Linked DNA regions of Zea mays: regions 1 and 2 are each linked to region 3. The links are chromatin contacts, called in public Hi-C maps. All regions are on one chromosome and are shown on one strand. The core of a region is the stretch at or near the end of the contact, and the rest is flanking DNA. Distances in the headings are between cores, read along the strand shown.

The links. A called contact is a pair of places that touch in the nucleus more often than the background predicts.
Region 1: a contact with region 3 is called in a Hi-C map of ear, with 5 times the contacts expected there. The contact joins the promoter of LOC100273774 here to the promoter of LOC100286294 in region 3. A contact is called at or near these places in 8 of 25 Hi-C or Micro-C datasets (bundle sheath, ear, leaf and 2 more) and 2 of 3 datasets of contacts at active chromatin or transcription factors (leaf and seedling).
Region 2: a Hi-C map of ear shows a contact between it and region 3, with 3 times the contacts expected there. The contact joins the promoter of LOC100281588 here to the promoter of LOC100286294 in region 3. A contact is called at or near these places in 2 of 25 Hi-C or Micro-C datasets (ear and leaf).

What each region holds. Positions count from the first base shown.
Region 1 is chr9:98,800,048-98,804,313 of Zm-B73-REFERENCE-NAM-5.0, reverse strand. It overlaps LOC100273774 (Isoleucine--tRNA ligase cytoplasmic), which reads left to right and starts at 1,713. Exons shown (of 27, transcript XM_008661558.4): 1 at 1,713-2,479; 2 at 3,239-3,304; 3 at 3,385-3,528; 4 at 3,715-3,911. The coding sequence starts at 1,946.
Region 2 is chr9:99,578,230-99,582,607 of Zm-B73-REFERENCE-NAM-5.0, reverse strand. LOC100281588 (purple acid phosphatase) reads right to left here and starts at 2,095. Exons shown (of 10, transcript NM_001154507.3): 1 at 1,926-2,095; 2 at 403-599; 3 at 123-320. The coding sequence starts at 573. LOC100277198 (ER membrane protein complex subunit 7-like protein) reads left to right here and starts at 2,408. Exons shown (of 7, transcript NM_001407177.1): 1 at 2,408-2,630; 2 at 2,733-2,776; 3 at 3,684-3,816. The coding sequence starts at 2,533.
Region 3 is chr9:99,142,138-99,146,213 of Zm-B73-REFERENCE-NAM-5.0, reverse strand. It overlaps LOC100286294 (40S ribosomal protein S14), which reads left to right and starts at 1,850. Exons shown (of 6, transcript NM_001159181.2): 1 at 1,850-2,056; 2 at 2,829-2,948; 3 at 3,028-3,073; 4 at 3,156-3,241; 5 at 3,376-3,505; 6 at 3,634-3,943. The coding sequence starts at 2,054. The coding sequence ends at 3,701.

The DNA of each region.
Region 1 (4,266 bases), core at 464-2,963, 340 kb after region 3:
CAGCGATCGAGCACCAGGCGAGCGCGCGGTTAGAGAGGCTGCAAGTGGGACCCGCAAGTCAGCGTGCGCGCGAGCGTGGGGAAAGACACGGCATGGTCCGCGCGGGTGAAAAAGCGTATTGGGCCGAATACGAGTTCAGGGCCCAGTTAGGCTAGGTTTTCTTTATTCTTTTCTTTTCCATTTCTTTTTTTTTCTCCATTTTCAAATCCAATTTGAATTCAAGTTTAAATTCAAATATTGTGAATAACTTGTCCTCAGTTTGAATTGTATAGTTTAATAATATAAGTGTGAAGGGTATTTATTCTGATTTTTATTTTATTTTATGTAGTATTTTTCTCAGTTCTTCCCTTCTCTTAATTCAAACCCTAATTCTCAATTTAGGATTCAAGCTTTCTAGTAATTATTATCTTATTATCATTAACATTATTATTTCATTTAATGCACAAACATATAACTCCAGCATGATGCAATTTTTCTTTTATTTTGGTATTATTGGTTTTAATTAATCACTCTCAATTATATGTGTGCTCTTTTTATGATGCAAATATGGAACATAAAATGAGGAAATCCTCTATGTATTTCTTGTACACAATTTTGAGTATTACAGCACTATAGATGACACTGCTTACAGAATATATTTTGAAATAGGAGATACAATAGAAAATGAGATAGGAGAGATGCTGGAGATAGCCCAATGGTTCTTAGAGATGGCAACGTGTACATACCCGCTAGGTACTGCTTACCCATACCGATATCCGCGAGGTAAAAATATACCCGTTAAAAACCCATACCCGTACCCGCATGAGTAAAAAATCCATCGCGTAACCCCCATCTGATTAGATACCCGCTAAACACATATTAAATAGCATAAATCTAATAAATACATCACATACTTAAAATCATAAAACATTAAATGTGAGTAAATAAAAAAATAAAAAATGAATAATGTAGAAACATGTAAGTTGATCTTATTTTAGCTAATATATATTTATATGTGCTTATTTAAATAGAGTATGTGTACGACAGATGCGAGTATAAATTACCCATGAGTAGGCGGGTATGGGTAGTACGTACCATACCCATATCCGTCTACTCGATGGGTATAGAATTGTGTCCATTAACATACCCACAGGTAAAGAAATCGTCCCAAATCTACCATTATATTGAGTAAAACCCGTGGGGTATACGAGTTTCGGGTACCATAGCCATCATTAATGGTTCTTTGGGTGCTACTACAATACTATGACCCCTTTTGCTAGGGTTCCGATTACTATGAAAACAACTCGGGCTTTGTCTCCTTGGCTTTTTTAAGATGTCACAACCATTTTGTAATTCGTTTAGCAAAATAATTTCTAATGTGTTTCTCTCAAATAGTGTATGAGAAAAATATAGAATGAGCTGATATAAGCTAGGTTTTTAATGACCTGACTTCCAATAAAAAACGACTTCAGTTCTTGAAAGGCTCTCAAGAAAAACCTTTTTTTTACCGTTTGATAGTGTTCATGCTGGAGGTGGAGCTGCCTAAAAAACCATGTCAAAGTAGCTCAACATGCGGGGGAAGGGAACGACGACCGCATAAGGGCTTGTTCGGTTAGCTCTCAATCCATGTGGATTGAGTAGGATTGGATGGGTTTGAATCCCAAACAAGTCAAATCTCTTCTCAATTTTTTCCAATCCCATCCAATCCATGTGTATTGGGAATAACCGAACAAGCCCTAAAAAAAAAGATGAAGATGAAAAAACCGCGTTCGGATTCGGACCCTCCGTAGCACGTGAGCATAGCTTCAGCTGGCCACTAAACCCTCGTCTTCCCCTTCCAAGCGAATCCCATTCCCTACCTTTCGCCGCCGCCTACGCACCATCGCTCGAAACCCTAGCCCCATTCCCCGTCTCGCTCGGAATCCCAGCTACCTCCAGCGCCGCCGCGACTGCAGGATAGGAGGCCATGGACGACGTGTGCGAGGGGAAGGACTTCTCCTTCCCGGAGCAGGAGGAGGGGGTGATCGAGCTGTGGGCGAAGCTCGACGCCTTCCACGAGCAGCTCCGGCGCACGGAGGGCGGCGAGGAGTTCGTATTCTACGACGGTCCCCCCTTCGCCACGGGCCTGCCCCATTACGGCCACATACTCGCCGGTACCATCAAGGACGTGGTCACCCGGCACCAGTCGATGCGAGGCCGCCACGTCTCGCGACGGTTCGGATGGGACTGTCACGGACTCCCCGTCGAGTTCGAGATCGATAAGGCGCTCGGCATCACCAACCGGCAGCAGGTGTTCGACCTCGGCATCGGCAAGTACAACGAGACGTGCCGCAGCATCGTCACCAAGTACGTCTCCGAGTGGGAGGCCATGGTTACACGCACGGGGAGGTGGATTGACTTCAAGAACGACTACAAAACCATGGACCTCAACTTCATGGAGAGCGTCTGGTGGGTGTTTGCCCAGCTATGGGAGAAGGACCTCGTCTATAGGGGTTTCAAGGTCGCATTTCTAACCTCCCTCATAGCTAATTTTTGAGTATGTTGGTTCTCAAAATTCTGAGTTATACAAAGTTTAACAAACGTAGGATTCGATGGATTTAGTTGGACAAGCTTAGCGTTCAGTGAATTGGGAACTTAACAGTGTCTTTGACTGCATAGCGACTGCATTGCAAATTCTGCTGCCTCTCAATGCGAGAAGTACATCTCCTTACACATTTTACTGTTATTATGCTTATATGCTGCTTTATGATTAGATCTATAATTTTGCATATGAGCTTTTAGCTTGCTTTAAATATTGCTTCTGTAAGGTAAGAGAATGCCATTTTTATTTTGTTGATCTCGGCTTTGTGACAGCACACATGTTTCTTTAGGCGTGTGGTGTGGTTGTAATCTTGGGAGTTATGTGTGGCTTGTAGGATAATCTGTGCACTGTAATTGCTGCTAATGTACAGCAAGTACTATTTTTGTACAAATTGTTTTGAACCCTTCTCGACTGAAGAGAAAAACAAGAAACAAATAGAGTATCTGAGGCCATCTCCAGCAGACCGTGTAAACGGCCGTACAAAGTACTGTTTTACATTGTAGATTATACTGTTTGTAGAGTGGAGTTTAAAATAGGGAGTAATATAGGAAGTGGGATAGGGAGTCTGCTGGAGATAGTCTGACAATAGAAATGAGGAAATGGATCTAAGTTATATTTTTGTTCATTGTATTGCAGGGAATTTCTTAAAACCTCATGAACTCTTTGTTCTTGGTATAGGTCATGCCTTACAGCACAGGATGCAAAACTGCACTGTCAAACTTTGAGGCAGCACTGGACTATAGGGTTGGTTATTGGCTTCCTAGCTGACCTAGCTAATTTTATTGTTGCTGTTTATAGTAACTGACTTTTAAGTTGTATCCTAGACTGTTCCTGACCCAGCGGTGATGGTATCCTTCCCTATTGTTGGCGATGCGGACAATGCAGCTCTTGTTGCATGGACTACAACACCCTGGACACTTCCAAGTAACCTAGCGCTGTGTGTCAATGCCAATCTTACATATGCAAAGGTTGGTACTTTGCTGTTTTGAACCCTATTTTTCTTTTCTTTTTGTAATTTTGGTACACTGTCTTCCTATTCCGCTGCATGTCTACAAGCCACCCCAGTTTATTGGATATTTGCCATTCACACACTTCTCAACTTGTAAACTGCTGTTTATTACATTCCATTGAGGACACTTACTGTGTACAAACAGGTTAAAGACAAATCAAATGGAGCAGTATATGTTATTGCAGAATCCAGGCTTGGGCAGTTACCAGTTAAGGCCAAAGCTTCAGGAAAGAAGCAGGCACCTTCAAAGGGAAGCAATATTGAAGCTGTTCAGGATGGTTTGGACAAGGAATCATATGAGCTGTTGTCAAAGATTCCTGGGGTATCCTTGGTTGGCTTAAAGTGAGTACTCTTTTAAATTTAGATCAATCTTGTAGTTGGACTTGTTTACGTAGGATATGATATCCACACCATTATGTTAATGTGATCTACATTACATGTATCATCACTTACCAGCACTTCCGTGTTAAAACTTATGAACTAGAATTTCCAATTCTATTTACTCATGGTGCGACTGGAATATGAAGGTCTTCCTTAGACTACCTTCCTGTTATCCTTATGTTAGCCACTGATTTATTTTATAAGGTGTTTCTTCTCTGAGCTAAGTTCATAACTGATAAATCCATATAGCTTTGGACTTTGGACATCCATCTACAACTTTACAAAACATTCTGCATTTGGATATCTTGCATTGATA
Region 2 (4,378 bases), core at 846-3,345, 440 kb before region 3:
GCATTCTGTTTGAGTTATGATAGTTGGCAGGGTGAATAGTGTGCAGGGCAAACATTTTGAATAAGAATATAACATAAATCCTGAATTGAAGTATAGAAAAAAAATATATATTAGTATTTTACCTCAAGGCCATCGACAAGGCAATGGTGTATGTATCCAGATTTGTAATCGTAAAACGTATAGTTTGTTGTTGTTCCTTCTGCTTTCTGGTCATATAGCTTCTCCTTGCCATAAAATACTTCACTTGGCCCAGGTTCTTCTGGAGTAACCCAAGATACTATAACTGCCTTTCCATCATAATCACCTTGAGTGATATGAACCTGGTACCAGCATGATGTAAGCACTAAACAGACTTTACAATGATAACACTAATAATGAGCTGGAATCTGGTGACAAAGTTACCTGCTGTGGAGCATTGTATCCCTTTGGAATAGCAAACCATTCACTTTCTAGAGGTATATCTGTAGATGGAAACTCTGTGCGCACATAAGAGCTTGTTCGACCAGAAGCAACGCCACTAACCAGGCATGAAAGAACATGTAGCGATAACACGAGCAAACCCCAGCCCCTCATTGATTCAGGATTGGATGCCACTCAGTCTAAAATTACAAAGTTGCAAAAATGATTAAGAGATTCATTGGATTGCAAATGAACTAGTTTTCACTGATCAGAAAACAGAAATATTATACCAATGAACCAGCAACGCTGTATTACTACTACACACAAGACATGGTCAGAAGAACTGAAGAATAGCAACTAAAGTTATTAAATTGTGTAAGAACAGCAGAACATATAGATCTGATTAGTTCGATTCTTTGGTATTAACACGATTAGCCTAAGAATCTAATATCATCACTGCGGTCTTAAATACAATGTCAGAATATGGCTAAAGAAACATTAACGTTGCCTTATTATCGTGATATTGCCAAACCATGACACATCGCCCTTAAATGCAAATATGATTACTCATTTATTACATAGTAAAAGTAGCTGGCAAGTCTTTTGCAGAAACCAATGAAGGAAGAATCTTTTAGAATATCTCATAGAAAAGGAAAACATCCAATTTTCCAGCTATTAGTCTGGTGGACCCTACCCATGACAATATAGATCATAACCATTCGAGGTTACTAGGAACCTATTGTAGTCCAACTAAAAAAGGATAGAAAGAATCTTGAATCATAGAAACAACCATCTTAAGTAAATCTACAGCGCGTACTCTAGTGTGAAAAAAAAACCGAATAGGAGAACACGGCCAAACTACATATTTATTGGCCGTAGAGCTGTCATTCAAGAAATAGTAAGAGCAAACAAATAGAAGAAAGAACATACGGAGCAGCACAAGTGTGCAGATGAGGAAGGACAAACGAAGACAAATAAGTCTCAGGCACCTGATAACATGCACTTCAATTCCAACGACAGTACCTCTTTCTCTTTACTTGGTTTTTTCTTGATGCGCTAAAGGTGAGCAGAAACTAGGAACTATTCTAACAACTGAATTCATTTCTGCTTGGGATTTCATACTCACCATCCATTTAACAAGAGTAGTAATTCTGAGTGATTTTTTCTTAACACATCAGTAGGCTCAGGACACATAACCTTTGCAAAAAGTGTTTGATTTTGTTTATAATAAGTTCTGCACGAACAACAGTTCGCACGAGTTTCGTTGTATCCCCGATTTATTGGGCACCAAGAACTCAAGAAGTAGTGTGGTGCCAGCCAACTAGTGTCGATCTTGAGCCTGATGAAGAAGCAAAGAAACCTAGCCAAAATATGGATAAATGGATTTGGACTAACAGGGCACCACGCAGTACACCAGTACACAACACACCGAACCAACGTAGAGACAGAGACAGAGACAGACAAGATTTGGATCTGCTAGCAAGCGAGACAACTCTTCAGAGAAACGGAGGCCGTCCTAGGATTACCTGCCAACGAAAGAGGAGACCAATTGGCGCCCGGGTGGACCTCCGCACCACGGGGAGATGAGCAATGGCGGCAGTGCACCCTGGAACGGCAGGCGGAGGAGCCTTTCGGCGGGCTCGTGGTCGGCGGTGCTGCCGCAATCACAATCAGACAATCAGTCAGTTTGGCGAGCAAAGCCGTGACGGAACGGCAAATATAAGAGCCCAGCCCACTCATTTGCGACGCCAGCCTGGACCGGGAATCCGGGATGAGTCACATAACTGACAAACGGGTCCCACCTGCGACTGCGACACTCATTAAGGTTGGTTGGCGGCGGGCCCGCCGCCGTCTCTCTCTCCTCTCGTCACCTGACAGATTCCACGGTTTTCTGGGCCGGATCTGATCATCAGGATAGGATAGATCACTAGCCTAGCCCAACTAGACCCAATAGAGCCCATTGCGTTTGAGCCAAAATAAGAGCTCGACCGAAGCCCACTATGAGAATAAACCGAACCGAAGTGCAACCATCCGTCACATCACAAACCGAAAAAGGCCGCGACGAGCCGACCAGCTCTACTGCCCCCTTCCGGCCTTCGGCGACCGTGACGAGCAACGACGACCACGGCGACGATGGCCGCTTCCTCCCTCTGCCACGGGCACTTGCTCCTGTTTCTCCTCGTGTCCGTCACATCGGCCTGCCTCGGTACCGCGGCAGCGCATCAAGCCGGGTAGGTGTCCCTGTCCTTCACCTACGCTCGTTCCGTGATCCGATCGGCCGGATGCTTTGCTGACCGCTCTCCCGATTTGGCGCTTGTCGTTGGTGGCTCTAGGTCTGGAGAGGGTTACACGATCGCCGGCCGCGTCAAGATCGATGGTAAGTGATCCAGCTCCCACTGCCTAGGTTTGCATCGTTTAGGGATTGTATAAGTGTCACTCAGTTCTAAATTAGTTGCTCCTGATGTTGCTCTGGGGTATATCTTTTGCAAGTTTCGATTTAGTGCTCTTTTTGGTTGCTGGATATGCCTGTATTTTGTGTGGATTTCAAACAATTCATTCATGTAACTAAAGCTGCCTATTGAAGCAGTTTTGATTGCTAGGAAATTAGAGGTATGCAAGCATTTACTGAATGTTGAACTGACGCAAATTGATGAGAGCCCGGCTGCTTGTTGGTTTTAGGATCATCCATGGTAAATGATTTTGTGAAGTTTTAACTAAACTTATAGCTTGCAAACTTAAGTACAGCCCTGAATTGTGCAAGTGTGTGTGTGCTTTTCCTGTTCTCTGGTGTTTAATGCAAACTAAAATGAATCAGCAGCTGTGTTCTGTCCGAAAAAAGGGGAGTATACAGATGTAGAAATTCTGTTGTTGATATTTTGATTTCTGCTAATGTCAGTGTAGTAACCTAATGAATTTGCAAGAAGATCTTTCTTTTATGATAGAATGATGCCATGCCAGCATGGTTTGTGATAAGGTGCGTGCAATTGGAGGGGCTCTGATATGTTTTTGTCTGGCTTCTGTCTCTCCACACCACTAAACTAGTTTTCTTGATTTGTGGATATCCGCGTTGCTACGATGTTCTGATCAATGCTTCTGAAATGGTTTGTATGTGTGTTGTTCCCTGAGAGTACTCTTAGCTTATGGATATAGTTATGGGATTTACAGTGAATGATTTGTTAATTTAGGTTTATTGCACCTTGAAGCATGCTTGAAACCTAAATTTCAAGCTGAAAGCTACTATCACATGCTGTCCATCTGATGTTATATATGTGCTATGGCTATAGGCATGAGTGAGAAGGGCTATGGTCTTCCAGCCAAGACATCAAACACAAAAGTGATACTTAATGGCGGCCAAAGGGTTACATTTGCCAGGCCAGACGGCTACTTTGCATTGTATCCTACAAATGATTCATTACCGTAAGTTTCAAGTTTATTTTCCATTTTCTAGCAAATCCACATGTGTTACACTGGTATGGCTCATGCTATCATACCTATGTTTTCAAGTCGCCCGACTAATCGTGATTAGTCAGGTGGGTTGGTTTTGGGTGGCCGATCAGGGCAGGCCGATTAGGACACCTGATCACCCTGGCCGTTTGACCAGTTGACGACTAGCGACGATTAGTCGATCGATCAGGAGCTTCTATCCGACCAGGGTTCGCCGCCTGTCAAATTTTCGTGGGCTTCTTTTGGCAGGCCATGATCGTGTATGGTCTGATTATGTGTCTTCCATGTTGTTCTAAACCTATATCTGTTTATGATCATGTATGGTCTGAAATTATGTCTTCCATGTTCCTTTAAACCTCTCTTCAACGCCTGCATTACTTTAGGGTCATTGGGGAGCTACTGTTTTCAGTTGGATGAACAAATATCTTCTCTTAAATCAGTATTCCAGAATTCGCGAAAGGGCCTCTAGTGAATTGGTTAGGTGGTCTGGGTAGCACTCCTCAGGTCATAGGTTCGACTTCCCGTGGGAGCGAAT
Region 3 (4,076 bases), core at 601-3,100:
TTTATAGTTGAGTATCTCTCTGCTGAGCTTCTAAAGTGTTTGGCTTATAGACCGGATTTAGTTTCACTAAAATAAGATGTTCTTTATAAAGGTCTGATATACCCACAATCCAGTCGACCTCGCTCATGGACGCCATGGCCGTCGAATCAACCTCACGATAGTGCGAGCTGGTTCTATGCGGACGCGAGCTGTCCTACTGGGACAACACCCAAGCCACCAACCTCTGCGTCGCCATTGATGGCAAGGGCCTCTCCATGGTCGCGCTAAGCGCGTCCAGGCGAACACCACCTGCCACTAGGCGGCTACTCGTTAGTGGTTGAGAGCCCAGTGCTTGATTCTTCCGTGCAGCAGCAGCTTCCCTCGGCGAATCCATGGCGGCTGGATGAGAACGAAGGAGACCCGGTGTCGTACGCAAGCAGGAGGGAAGGAAACAAAATAAAAGAATGTATCGTTTTTAATGTAATCTGTGGCAATAGTGGGTAAATATTCTATAACTTCACGAGTTTATTAGAAAACATGGTTAGTGAAGCACCCTTTTTACTGCTTTGTTAAAAATACGAAGTTAGCCCCAACTTTACCTATTTTTGTAAAGCTGAGCCATTGAAGCTGGAAGTGTTTGGGTACAATTTTATAGAGCTAAGCTAGATTTCATAAAGCGAAACAGTTTTAAACACCCCATAATTTATATATTTTTTAAGTTAATGACCTAATCATGAGAACTTACATGTTAAATAAATACGAAAACACATCACATATAGTTTGTACTAATCCTATTTTTAACTGAATTTGGGTATTACATAATTGTAGTGATAAGTTTCCAAATATATGAACAATAATTGCATATGTTAGAAGTTTAAAATTGTAGTGGCATGGATCAAAATAACCTAAATTTTAATTGTATATCTGTTCTAGTACATCACTGCATTGGGGTGTACAATGTGGGTGTAAATTTATTTATTTAGAGGACATATCTGGTATACATGGAAGTTTAGTGCACATATTAAATCATCACTATTCATGTTAGATCTAACGTCTCTGGTTGATCATTGCATTTTACAAATAATACCTTCCACCACTACACCCACCACATCGGAGGGCGTATTTAGCAAAATATATCAAACAACTAGAGACGTTAGATGTAAGATGAGTGGTGCCGATTTAATATGTGCACCATATGCACTAAACTTCCATGTGCCCGAGATATGTTGTCATTTATTTATTCCCTCGGTACGGAGACAACCACTTGTCAATTATCACAACCGATCCCTCAAAATTTAGCTCACTATCCCCTCAAATAAAAGTCTCTCATCCTAACTTCTTAACACACTTTAATTGATCCTCTAAATTATCTTTCTATTTTATATTATATTATTATAGACAATAATGAGGCTTTGTGCATATGAAGGTTCAAGAGAGAAGAATGAGAGAGCCCCTCATCTATTGATGGATGATGTAGAGAAGTTGGGTTAAATTGGAGTTGCTCTTAATGTAAAACCCAATTGTGACAAAAAGTACACACGTAAACACATTCTTAAGACCTTGTTTAGATTTAGGAATAGATGTAGTTTTATTTGAAAAATATTTGGTTATATGCGACGAGAGCGAGACAAATAGAATGTTATAAATTGTAGATACAAAACATTGTCTGGCGATTCATACAATCATCTTTTATCTCTTACCCTAAAATTTTAGATAGTCTTATATTAAAAAGTGATGAAATGTCTGAGACAAGGCGGTGAAGATTATAGAGGCTAAATGGACTGTATATCCAGCCCAGATAGCCCAAAGATTTTCAGCCCGTTGGTTGTCCAAGCCACCAAATTACAGGGACGGTCCTAGTGTAAGAACTGTGGCCCAGTGGCAGCAAAAGAAGAGCGAGGGCAAAAGAACTTGCGTTGAGTAAAGGTGGGACTAAACCCTAGCGAGCTGCGGCCTAGTATATAAATGAGCACCACGCGTCTGTCGTCCTTCTGAAGTTTCGGCGGCGGCGTAGGTAGCGGCGGTCTCAACCCCAGGCGAGCTCGGCTCCGGTCACCCGTCGATCCACGCAACCATGGTAAGCGATCCTCTTCTCGTCTGGTTAAGGTTAGTTCGCGGATTAGGCGCAAGCACGGTAGCGGTGGGGGTTCCTGAGAGCGTAGATTTGCTTTGGAAAGTTGTTGATTGGAGCTTATGCTCTGTTGGCTGCTGCATCGCAACCGTGCTTTGTCTTTCGCCGAATTAGCTGACTGTAACGTGTGCTCCTAGATTGAAGACCTAGGTGATGTGCTGGGGCAATTTTGTTGCGAATCTACGCGATGTATCAGTGTTCTAGGTTAAGATGTTTAGCTGTCAAATGTAATATTTGGGATGCGCAGTTAATACCGTGACTATGGAAGTATTGATATGACTAGAGTTAGGGATGCTGATTACCTACTACTTCCGAGCTAAAGAGTTAGAGATGCTGATTGCCTGGGGTCTTGCTTGGGGTTGAATTATTTATGAAACTTGGTCTGTTCACAATATATATCCTGATGGTAGTCTTGTTTTAGTACTTGACACGATTGGCTTGATTAGTATACCGAGACTGATTCGCTGTTGAATTGCTTCTGTCAATGTTCACTCTATGAATCCTAGTTAGTTTTTTTCTTAGTGTAAATCCACCGACAGGCTATTTATTCTCACTATATTGTGTTCAACTAGTATGGCCTTTTGATTCTGTTAGGCTACTAAAATCACAACATGTGTTATGAACTCAGGTTCACTCATTGTGCATGGTGAAATTGTTTCTGGTGGTTGTTAACACGACAATAAATTCGATGTCATCTGATAGTAGTATATGTTTGCAGTCGAGGAGGAAGACCAGGGAGCCCAAGGAGGAGAACGTTACCCTTGGACCCACTGTCCGTGAAGGAGAGTTTGTCTTTGGTGTTGCTCACATCTTTGCATCCTTCAATGACACCTTCATTGTGAGTGCTATATGTTTTTCCCTTTGTATGAGCCTTTTCATTATCTTTCCCATTGTAACTGTGATGGTGTAATATGCAGCATGTCACTGATTTGTCTGGGAGGGAAACTTTGGTTCGGATCACTGGTACCATCCTACAACCTGGGTTCATACTTGACCTAGATGTCAAAAGTATTTAGTTTTAACTATTGTGTGCTAAACTATGTAGGTGGCATGAAGGTTAAGGCTGATCGTGATGAGTCGTCTCCTTATGCTGCTATGCTTGCTGCTCAAGATGTTGCACAGCGTTGCAAGGTATTTGTAGTGAAGCCTGGAATTTCGTCTGTGTATCCAAAGATGATGTTTGCTTAATTAAATTGAAGCTTAGGATTATGTAAGGCTGCTTAGGTTGCTGTGGGCAGATAAGTGACTTGGTCTTGTGTCTTCAGGAGCTCGGTATCACCGCGCTGCACATTAAGCTTCGTGCAACTGGAGGCAACAAGACCAAGACCCCTGGACCTGGTGCTCAGTCTGCTCTCAGGGCTCTTGCTCGTTCTGGGATGAAAATTGGACGCATTGGTAAGAAATCGTAATCTTGCAAGGGCTAGCCGTACCGGTTTGCCCCATTTCAATGAAGTTGTGCTAGCTATCATAACTGGGCACCTCATTGTTTCTGTTTGTTAATGCAACATTCGTGTTATGTGCAGAGGATGTTACCCCGGTTCCCACTGACAGCACTCGCAGAAAGGGTGGTAGGAGGGGAAGGAGGCTGTAGGCGTGTATCCTTGCTATTTGCCATCACTTTGCACTGGCCTCTGGGTAGCGTTGCTGTTTATTAGCTTGCCAAAAGGAGTTTTAATTTTGCTCATTTTGCTCTATGTCGAGGATCATTTACTGTTAGCCGAATCTATGATGTGCATTGATAATGTTTTGGTTGAGGAATTGACAATTATGCTAGTTTTGCTGCCCCGCGGATCTGAGCATGCTTTCCGAATACGAGCGTGTTGTGTGGAGAAATAGTTTCTCTGGAACTGTGGATGTTTGCCTGCCTGCAACGTAGCCCATCGTGCAGCGTAGACAGGAGAGGTGCTGGAGATCGATAGAGTTCAACAGCGTAGGAGATGCAGTGGCTGGTTAGTGCACGACTTCT